Linked DNA regions of Mus musculus: region 2 is linked to region 1. A link is a contact called in public HiChIP or PLAC-seq data. All regions are on one chromosome and are shown on one strand. The core of a region is the stretch at or near the end of the contact, and the rest is flanking DNA. Distances in the headings are between cores, read along the strand shown.

The links. HiChIP or PLAC-seq counts read pairs in DNA pulled down with a chosen protein or histone mark.
Region 2: a contact with region 1 is called in an H3K27ac HiChIP or PLAC-seq map of embryonic stem cells, with 6 read pairs. The contact joins the promoter of Fubp3 here to the enhancer-like site in region 1. A contact is called at or near these places in 13 of 484 Hi-C or Micro-C datasets (CD4 T cells, the G1E-ER4 cell line, embryonic stem cells and 4 more), 7 of 115 datasets of contacts at active chromatin or transcription factors (the SCID.adh cell line, embryonic fibroblasts, embryonic forebrain and 2 more) and 3 of 9 other capture datasets (adipose tissue, liver and pancreatic islet).

What each region holds. Positions count from the first base shown.
Region 1 is chr2:31,616,126-31,620,332 of GRCm38.p6, reverse strand. Fubp3 (far upstream element (FUSE) binding protein 3) reads right to left here. Exons shown (of 18, transcript NM_001033389.4): 18 at 2,807-4,207. Among named protein-coding and RNA genes, the nearest start is that of Mir6998, 5.8 kb to the right of the region's middle. Within about 2 kb of position 2,277, at least 11 of the 459 cell types and tissues checked have an H3K27ac peak or open chromatin away from gene starts, as enhancers often do. A contact at or near this core is called in embryonic stem cells, where this site is marked.
Region 2 is chr2:31,570,077-31,574,592 of GRCm38.p6, reverse strand. It overlaps Fubp3 (far upstream element (FUSE) binding protein 3), which reads right to left and starts at 1,942. Exons shown (of 18, transcript NM_001033389.4): 1 at 1,640-1,942. The coding sequence starts at 1,723.

The sequences.
Region 1 (4,207 bases), core at 1,028-3,527:
AGGCCTGCATGCAGTCCAATGCCCATACCTATTGCCTAAAGGCCCACCCAGCTTCCCATGCTCAGAGTTATCAAGCAGTGCTTGTGGCTTATCGTGCTTGGAGTTTAACAGCACAATCGCCAACGAAAAGCACAGACATCTGAAGAATGTGGCCGTGTGGGACGCAGACTCTTGTCTAAAATGACACACAAGCCAGACAGTGGTGGCGCACGCCTTTAATCCTGGCACTCGGAAGGCAGAGGCAGGTGGATCTGAGTTCAAGCTCAGCCAGGATATAGAGAAAGAAATGATACTGTCTGAGCTCTGTGGGAGATGGCACAGGACAGTCATACTGACTTCGATCCATGAATGACTGCAAAGGTATTGGGTAAGGATTTCAAATACATCTTAATGAGGTAAATGTCAAATGACTTCTGCTCTTGTCCTAGGACATTCCACCTCAGCTACCTCACCAGCAACTGTCCAGGGACTACCTGCTCTGTGAGTAGTGGGCTTGGCCCTACCACAGAAGGCTTGGACCACACAGCACCTGCCCCTTTGAGTCTGTGTCAAGGTGTAGGTCAGTACCTTCCAGCCTTGGGTCCAGTATGGAAAGGGTGAGCACTCCCTTTTGGAACTTGGAGAAAGGCTTAAGACAAAGCCCAAGATAACCATGCAAGCACCCTGGCTCAGCAGCCCCCTGTGGGATTGTCAGACCACTTTCTGGCCATTAATCTGAGTCCTTCAGGAGCAGTTGCATTGCATTAGCTCAACCTAAACCCCAGCTGGGCCCTGGAGGGCTGGAAGTGGGCCTGGGAAACAGCAGTCCGGGAGCCAGCTGGAGCCGGGCTCCCGCATGTCCAGTGCCCCTTGGTCCGGGCACTTCAGCACACCATCTGTATGCCTGTGGGGCCATAGGACAGATACATGGGTGATCACCATCTAAGATGGTCCCACTGAGGCATAAGACTGCCTCCTACTTGACAGGCCAGGGGCGGTTATGGAGGTGCATGTCTTGGAGGATGGAGAATTCCTCACTCCAGTTCCAATTTGGATGGGGCTGCTTCAGTTCAGCGGAAGTCCTGCTGAATCCTGATTGTGGGCAGAGCCAGCATGGGTGTGGCAAGGTGGGTGTTGGGGGAGCCCTCTGAAGACAGACCAGGCACCACCCACTCCTACCTCGCCAAACACATACTGCCCTCCATGATGACCATGCAGCTTTCTTAATGGAACACAACCGCTGAACCTGGTACATTTCAAGCACTTTAGCCTTCCAGGACGACAGACTGCTGATGGAAACCATCTTCAGAGGGCGGGCGCCATGTTAATGAGAGGCCAAATTTCATATGCTTGCAAACTTTCCCCCCTGCGGCCTGCTGCTCTGCACACCCCACCCCCCAACAGAAGATTGCATCAGAGGGAAAGAGAGATTTCCATAATTTATAGTACGGCATTTCACTGGGGACAAACGCTAATCTGTACTTACCGATACATTTAAGAAAATGCATCCTCCCGCAAGCCTGCGCCATTTATGACTCTTGGCACAAACCGCAATGCTCAGTCTTCAATTAAGGGACACCTTAGGGTTCATTATCACACAATTGCTCCCTGTGAGCCATGCCAAATGCTGTTTTGGCACTGAGCATGGAAGATGAATTAGAAGGAAGTCTTCCCTGTAATGCCCTCTCCAACTTGCATTACTGCCATCAGCGCTGCTGCCCTTGTGGCTGGCCCTCCCCCTCCCCAGTGGCTTTCACTATTCAATTTCTCAATGTCAAACTCGATTCTCTAGAGGTGTAGTTAAAGATGCCACATCTCCTTTTTGTCTTCCGGCTCTCAACAGGCCTCAGTGTGGCCCAGATGGGACATTCTCCATACCATTTTGGGCTAAAGGATCCACAGATGTGTCTCTCATTCTCAAGTGTGTGGTGGAGACAAGGCACACAAACACATGCACGTTATCGTAATGGGCCTGTTGTATGTTCACACACACACACACACACACACACACACACACTCTAATGGGTCTACTATTTCTCTTTCGATATATACAAACACACACCAGGAAGAGGGTTCTGAGCAAGGACTGGTGACTGACTACACTGGGACAATTCCATAGTATGTAAGTACAGGGTGAAGGCTGAGCCAGGCAGATGCCCTGGTAAGAAACTAAATTTCAAACCAGTTGCTTTCAAACAGAGATAGAAAACAGCCAGCAAGGCTGCCTTTCCCCCTCTGGGCCCTGTGGTAGGCCTGCGGTAGGTGGGGTTGTATTCTTGTTTTCTCAGAACAAAAGGGATGCATCTGCTGCAGTCTCAGAGTCCTACCTGGGCCTGCTGGGAAGATTTCACTGGGGACAAACGCTAATCTGTACTTACCGATACATTTAAGAAAATGCATCCTCCCGCAAGCCTGCGCCATTTATGACTCTTGGCATGGGTGAGTGGGCCTTGAGGGTGCCACAGGCAGGGAGACCGCCTAGGCGCGCGCACACACAGGGCAGGGCTGGTGTGCTTTTAGGTGAGAACATGCCACCTCAGAGTGGGGGGTGGGGAGGGTCTCAGCTCAGTGGGGTGCTGACCCATTGGCTTCCTCAGGGACCACACCTTTCTCAGGACCAAGCAGGACTGTTCTCGCTCAGATGCTGTCACTGTGAAGGCCGGTCCTTAGTGTGGCCTTAAGTCAAAGGGTCAAGTGTAAAGCTGCCACATAAAACGAACTTTACTTCAGAAGTCCCCAGAGGCTGTGTATATCAAAGAGTTGGGCTGATGCAGAGCCATTATCAGCTAGGCAGGGCAAGAGACAGGGGCCAGCAAACAAAACAGACTAAGAACACTTTGCCCACAAGACATCTTGTGGAAATTTTATTATATAGAGTGTAAAATGAATTGTCAGTCAAATAAAAAGAACATCTTTAAAAAACAACATGCATAACATTTCCAATGCCTTTTTAATAGTTAGACATTTCAAGCATCATAAGGAAAACAAGAACGGCAAACCGTAACGAGCACGTTTCAAACGGAATGTTCCTCAGGTCAATCCAAAATGCAGGAAAAAATAGCTTCAACTCCGTGTTTCCTTTAAAAATACATGTTATCTGTACAGATACACTACAGTAAACATTGGAAATCATAGTATCCCTTTTATTAAATCAAAATTATTTAACTCATACTGTTGTTAATACTAGATTTATTTATTTATCTAGTTAATTTGACAAATATTAAGAAAATATTTAAGGAAAAAAAGCAAAAACACCCTGGAATTAAAAAATAGTTACTACATTTTTTTATATGGTTTAATGTCCACAGTGTTTGTTAAAAGTTATATTGAATTTCTTTTTAATATTAAAAATAACAGTATTTATATTTCTGAGAATAGAGAAAGGCTTTTTGTTTTTAAAACCAGCTTGGAGGTCTTAGACACACAACTGCCCTGGATAATGGAGACGAGCAGCTTACACGAAGGCAGACCGCGTCTCTGCATCACCATCAAAACGCTAGAAATGACATAACCCACAAATGACCCTCCCGCAACACAAGGACCCGTCTCAGTTCAAAATTCACATCATTAATTACAATACATAATAGTTCAGTTTTTTTTAAAAAATGCAATAAAACCAGACAGCCAAGATACAAGAAATTAGAGGTGAAACACAATGAATTTACATTTACGAATATTTAAATACTGCTTCAAAAATTTTTAAAGAATTTGTTACATTACCACCTAAGACTTCCAAGCCATTTTTTCTGTTGTAACAGAAAAAAAAAAAAAAAAAAGGGAAAACAAAAACCAAAACCAAAAACCCAACAACAACAACAACAACAACAACAACAAACCCACCCCAAACTGTAACTAAAAAGACACAAGACAAAGCCATCGTGTGATGAAATGCCAGGCTCCGAGGAGAGCTTGGGCACCCGAGCTTGCAGGTTTCGCTCCAAGAGCCCCGGAGCTCACACATTTACAAAGAAATCATGACGTAAAAATTACCAGCAATGTTTAGTAACTAATTTTCCCAATTTTTAGAAAATTTCTGTTAATCTAAATATAGTGTTTCACAGAACAAAACAAAGGTCTTCATCAAAAGGTTTGCAAATCTAAAAATCTCTGTAACAAACAGGTTTCTCTCACACTGATTTCGGGGAAGAGCCGCGGCAGATGCCCATCTACTGCTCCTGTGGGGGGAGGGAGAGGGTCAGCCCAAGACCAGAGTCTCATACCACCAGGT
Region 2 (4,516 bases), core at 693-3,192, 45 kb after region 1:
AAAGAAACCCAAAGGAATATTTCCTTTTCCTCACTCCAAGTTAGGGCAGATTTAACAGAAGGTATCTCCACCCCCACCTCCCCAAGCAAGTCTCAGCAATCCTTAAAACTTCACTAGGATGGCAGAGGCAGGCAGAGGCAGGTGGATCCCTGAGAGTTCAAGGTTAGCCTGATCTACAGAGCTAGCTCCAAGACAGCGAGGGTTACAAAAATAAACTCTGCTTGGAAAATAAATAAATAATTCTCATAAGCTGGGTAGCAGTGCAAAAAGCCTCCAACCCCCCAATACTCAGGAGGCAGAAACAGATGTCCGAGTCTGAGGCCAGCCTGGTCTACAGAGTGAATTCCAGAACGGCCAGGACTGCATAGAAAGACCTTCTCGGAAGAAAAAAAAAACAAAACAAACAAACAAAAACAAAAACAAAAAAACAAATTTATTTTACATTCAACTAAGGAGGCCCTGAGCTTCCTAAAGCAGCGACTGTAATTGTTAGTGGTCGAAGAAAGCCAACAAGATGGCTCTGACACTCTAGCATTGAGAGAGATCCAGTACATCTTACCAACTAGTGAAAAACAGGGTTCAGGGTCTTGTCCAGCAAAGGAAAACCATGCCCATGAGCAGAGCGGTGGATGCGGAGCTGGGCGCAAGGTCATCCATTACAATCATGGAGTAACTGAAGTATCATCACACTATTGGATACTCACTGCTCCAACTAGGCAGTAACAACCCACCAGAGAAACTTTTGGGTGAGTCCAACATTTGTGGTAGGTTATAAAACAATGTCTACAGAACCATCAGTATTAATATGCAAAGTATAGGGGAGACAGGTAGGGTTTCCTCGAAGGACTACTGGAAAGTGATGAAAAGACCCCATTTTCACGTGACCGGTCAAACTCTCCCAACAATGAGTCCTGTGGCAGGTATTCTACTAGGAACCAAACCGTCATTAGTTACACAGCCCGACTTTCAAAGAACCAGAGAGTTGACAAAGTCAGAGAAGATAAACATCACTGGATAGAGGAAAGTTTGAGCGTCGGGGTAACTTGTCACTAAGTTTCAGGCAAAATACAAGGACAATTTTGTACTAGGCACCATGCCAGGAGCCAGAGAGGTCCCATATTCATTCAGAGAAGCCTAAGTCCTCTAAAAAGCCAGTTTCACTGACAAAACGCACAATATTGCCAGATGGTAGTTTCACGGTCCGAACGAGTCCATCCCACACTCTTCCCAGTAGAGTTAAGACTAATCGCCAGAAGGAACTCTCGAGGACCACCCACTTAACACCTCCCCTTCTCTCTGCAAAATAGAGAATTTCAAATATAAAATATCCTCGAATTTCTTCCAATATGCTTGAAATGCATTAAGTGGAAGGCGAGGTTTCCCAAAGCTGCAGAAGCCACGTCCAGGGCGTGAGATGGATGCCTGGGGTCTACAACCAGGACCTGCTGGGATCTGAATCATGGAGAGCAGGCCGCTGGGTGCAGTCGGGCGCGCGGGCGCCAGGAGCGCTTGGCAAAAGCTTCCTCTGGCCCCGGAGCTCCCGAGGGAACCGCCCGGGCCTCCCGCGACTCGCGGCCCTAGGCGCCCACCGGAGGCGTCGGCGCAGCGGCCTCCCGCCCCCGGCCTCCCGCGCCCGTACCTGCCGGACCCGGTGCAGGGCATCCACAAAGCCCTCAGCCTTCATGCCCACCGGAGCGCTCTGCCCCTGCACCAGCTCCGCCATAGCCAAGCCCACCGCCACCGCCGTCGCTCGGCTCCCCCGGTCCGGCCTCCCACTCCGCTCCGGGACCCGTAGCCGGAAAGGGAAAGTCGCCCCACTTCCGGCGGAAGGGAAGCGAAGGGAAGGCACTGCTAGCTCAGAGGGAGACAGAGAGAGAGAGAGAGAGAGAGAGAGAGATAGGTTGGGGGAAAGCAGCGTCTGTGAGGCGGGGTCTCAAAGCACGTGACCGCTGTCCGGCCGGAAGTGGGGGCGTGGCCGTGGCGCGAGGGGGGCCTGCCCTGGGCACAGGCAGATGTCCGTCAAAAAGACCAGGTTGCGACCCCGCCCTCCAAAGGCGTGGGCCCCAGGCCTTTAGCAAGCGTGGGACCGCCACCGCGGCGCAGGTGCGGCCTTATAGTCCCCCGCTGTGTGGTTTTGCCACCTGACGGAGGAGAAACTTGGACTTGGCTCTTCCAACACCTTACCCAAGCCGTCGAGGTGCACTGGCAGCCCCCTCCCTCTCGAAGTGGGGTCGTGGTGTGCTGCATTGACTGAGATTGAGCACCTTACTTGGTACTAGGACCCTTAGTACGGCAGGGCTCCGCCTTTGCTGCAGGGAGTCCCAGGCTCCAGAATGGGCCATCAGTTTGCCAAGGATCGGTTTGATGACACTGCTCAAAAGAAGCCTGGTGTCCTCTTTCACATTCTTTCACCCGGGTAACAGGAAATACCGTGGGACCATCATTGCTTCCGGGCCTGCTGAGGCAAGAGATCTTTAGGAATGTTTGAATGCTTGAGGGGAAGGAAAAGGGGGGAGTCTCACTTCAGAACCCCCTGCCTCCGTCAGAACAAAAAGTTACACCCCACTGTGCCAATATGTATGGGCAGTGGGTTTGTACGGAAGTTCAGGAGTTCAAGGTCATGTTCTAGGTCACCCGCAGCTAGCTACTTGAAACTCAATTTACTATTCTTTCCTTCCATTCTTCGTTTCAGTGTGTGCGTGTAGAATGTGTCACCACATACATGTGAAAGTCAGAGGACAACTCCCTAGAGTTGGTTATATACTTCCACCATATGGGTCCCGGGAATCAAACAGGTTATCAGGTCTGGCAGCAAACACCCACACCGCGGAGCCACCTCATCAACCCTGAGGCTCTCGTTTTTTTTTTTTCTTGGATTCCTAGAGTTTGGCACATAGCAGATGCTTAGGAAACTAATTCTAAGTTGAATATCGCTGACTCTGAATGATTCCTAGATTATGGCAAAATCAAAGAAGCTGGCCAAACTGCACAGGTTGATCACTTTAGACAGATCATTTCCAAACCCGTAGGGGAGACCAAGCTGGCACTCTGGATGGTGGAGAGTTTTCACTTCATCTATGCTTGAGTTTAGCAAACACAGAGTTTCAATCTTCAGGACAGACTTGGCCCTACTTGACGTTTGTCCTACCAACCTCTGAGGAAACACTGTCCACTCTTCCATACTCCCAACTGGCTGGCCCTGATGAGTAGAAATGGGATGTTCTTCTATCCAGGGTCTCTTTATCTAACACTTATTACAAACCCCCTGTTGATTTGGTTGGCGCTTGGTATCTGTTCAATGAATACGTAAAGAATTTTGTCCAATGAGGACAGGGGAAGCATCTTAGACAGTGAGTGCAGAAATGTTGCTGCCACCACCCAAGTGGCCTACAGGCAGGAGCCCAGTCTAATTTGTTTACTAAAACATTGAGGATAATTTAAAGCTTTCAAGAAAGCACAAGTAGCACAGAGTTTTTGTTTTTCCCTTCTGCCCTTTTTTTTTTTTTTTTTTTTTTGGAAGGGGGGGTGTTCGAGACAGGGTTTCTCTGTATAGCCCTGGCTGTCCTGGAACTCCTTCTGCCCTTTTGAATAGATAACTTTGGCAATGCATACTCACTCAAATGTGATTCAAACTCAGGAAATAAATGCCTAGCTAGGATTGGCTGGAACAAAGGACTGACAGCAGAGACTCGGTGGGAGGATAAGAAGGTGAGGTCACTCTGAGCTATACAATAAGGGTTAGCCTGTGGTAGAACCTGTCTCAAGACAGCTAAAACCCAAACAAACTGCATACATACTGGTTGTGAGTAGCTTTGCCTCAGAGACCAGCAGACGACTCTTCCGAATGGAGAGACAGCTCAGGCAGGAAAGGAAGCTCTTGCTGCACAGATGTGAGGTCTGTCTCCAGAAACCACATGGTTCTGGAGCTAGGGGAGATGGCTCAGCCACTAAGAGATCTTGCTGCTATTGGTTCCCAGCACCTACATCAGATGGCTCAGGACTTTCTTAAAGTCCAACTCCAAAGAATATAACACTCTCTTCTGTCCTACTTGAGCACTACACAAATGTGGTACACACACACACACACATAAATTATTTTTAAAATACTTTGCCAGGTAGTGGCAGCACACGCCTTTAATCCCAGTGCCTGGGAGGCAGAGACAAGCAGATCTCTGAGTTCGAGGCCAGCCTAGTCTGCAGAGTAAGTTCCAGGACAGCCAGGGCTACACAGAGAAACCCTGTCTGAAAAAAAACAAAACACAAAACCAAAAAAAAGCTGGACCTGCTAGTCCATGCCTGTAATCCAGAGCTTGGGGGCAGGGGTGGGGTGGGGGGTAGAATTTGGTTTGAACGAGAATACCCTGCACCCATAGGCATTGTCTTTGAATATTTTGTTCTCAGTTGGTAGACTGTTTAGGAAGGCTTAGTGGTGTGTTCTTGTTGGAAGAGGTATGTCACAGGGCTAGACTTTGAGGTTTCAAAAGCCCAAGCCAGGTCCAGTGTGTGTTTCTCTCTG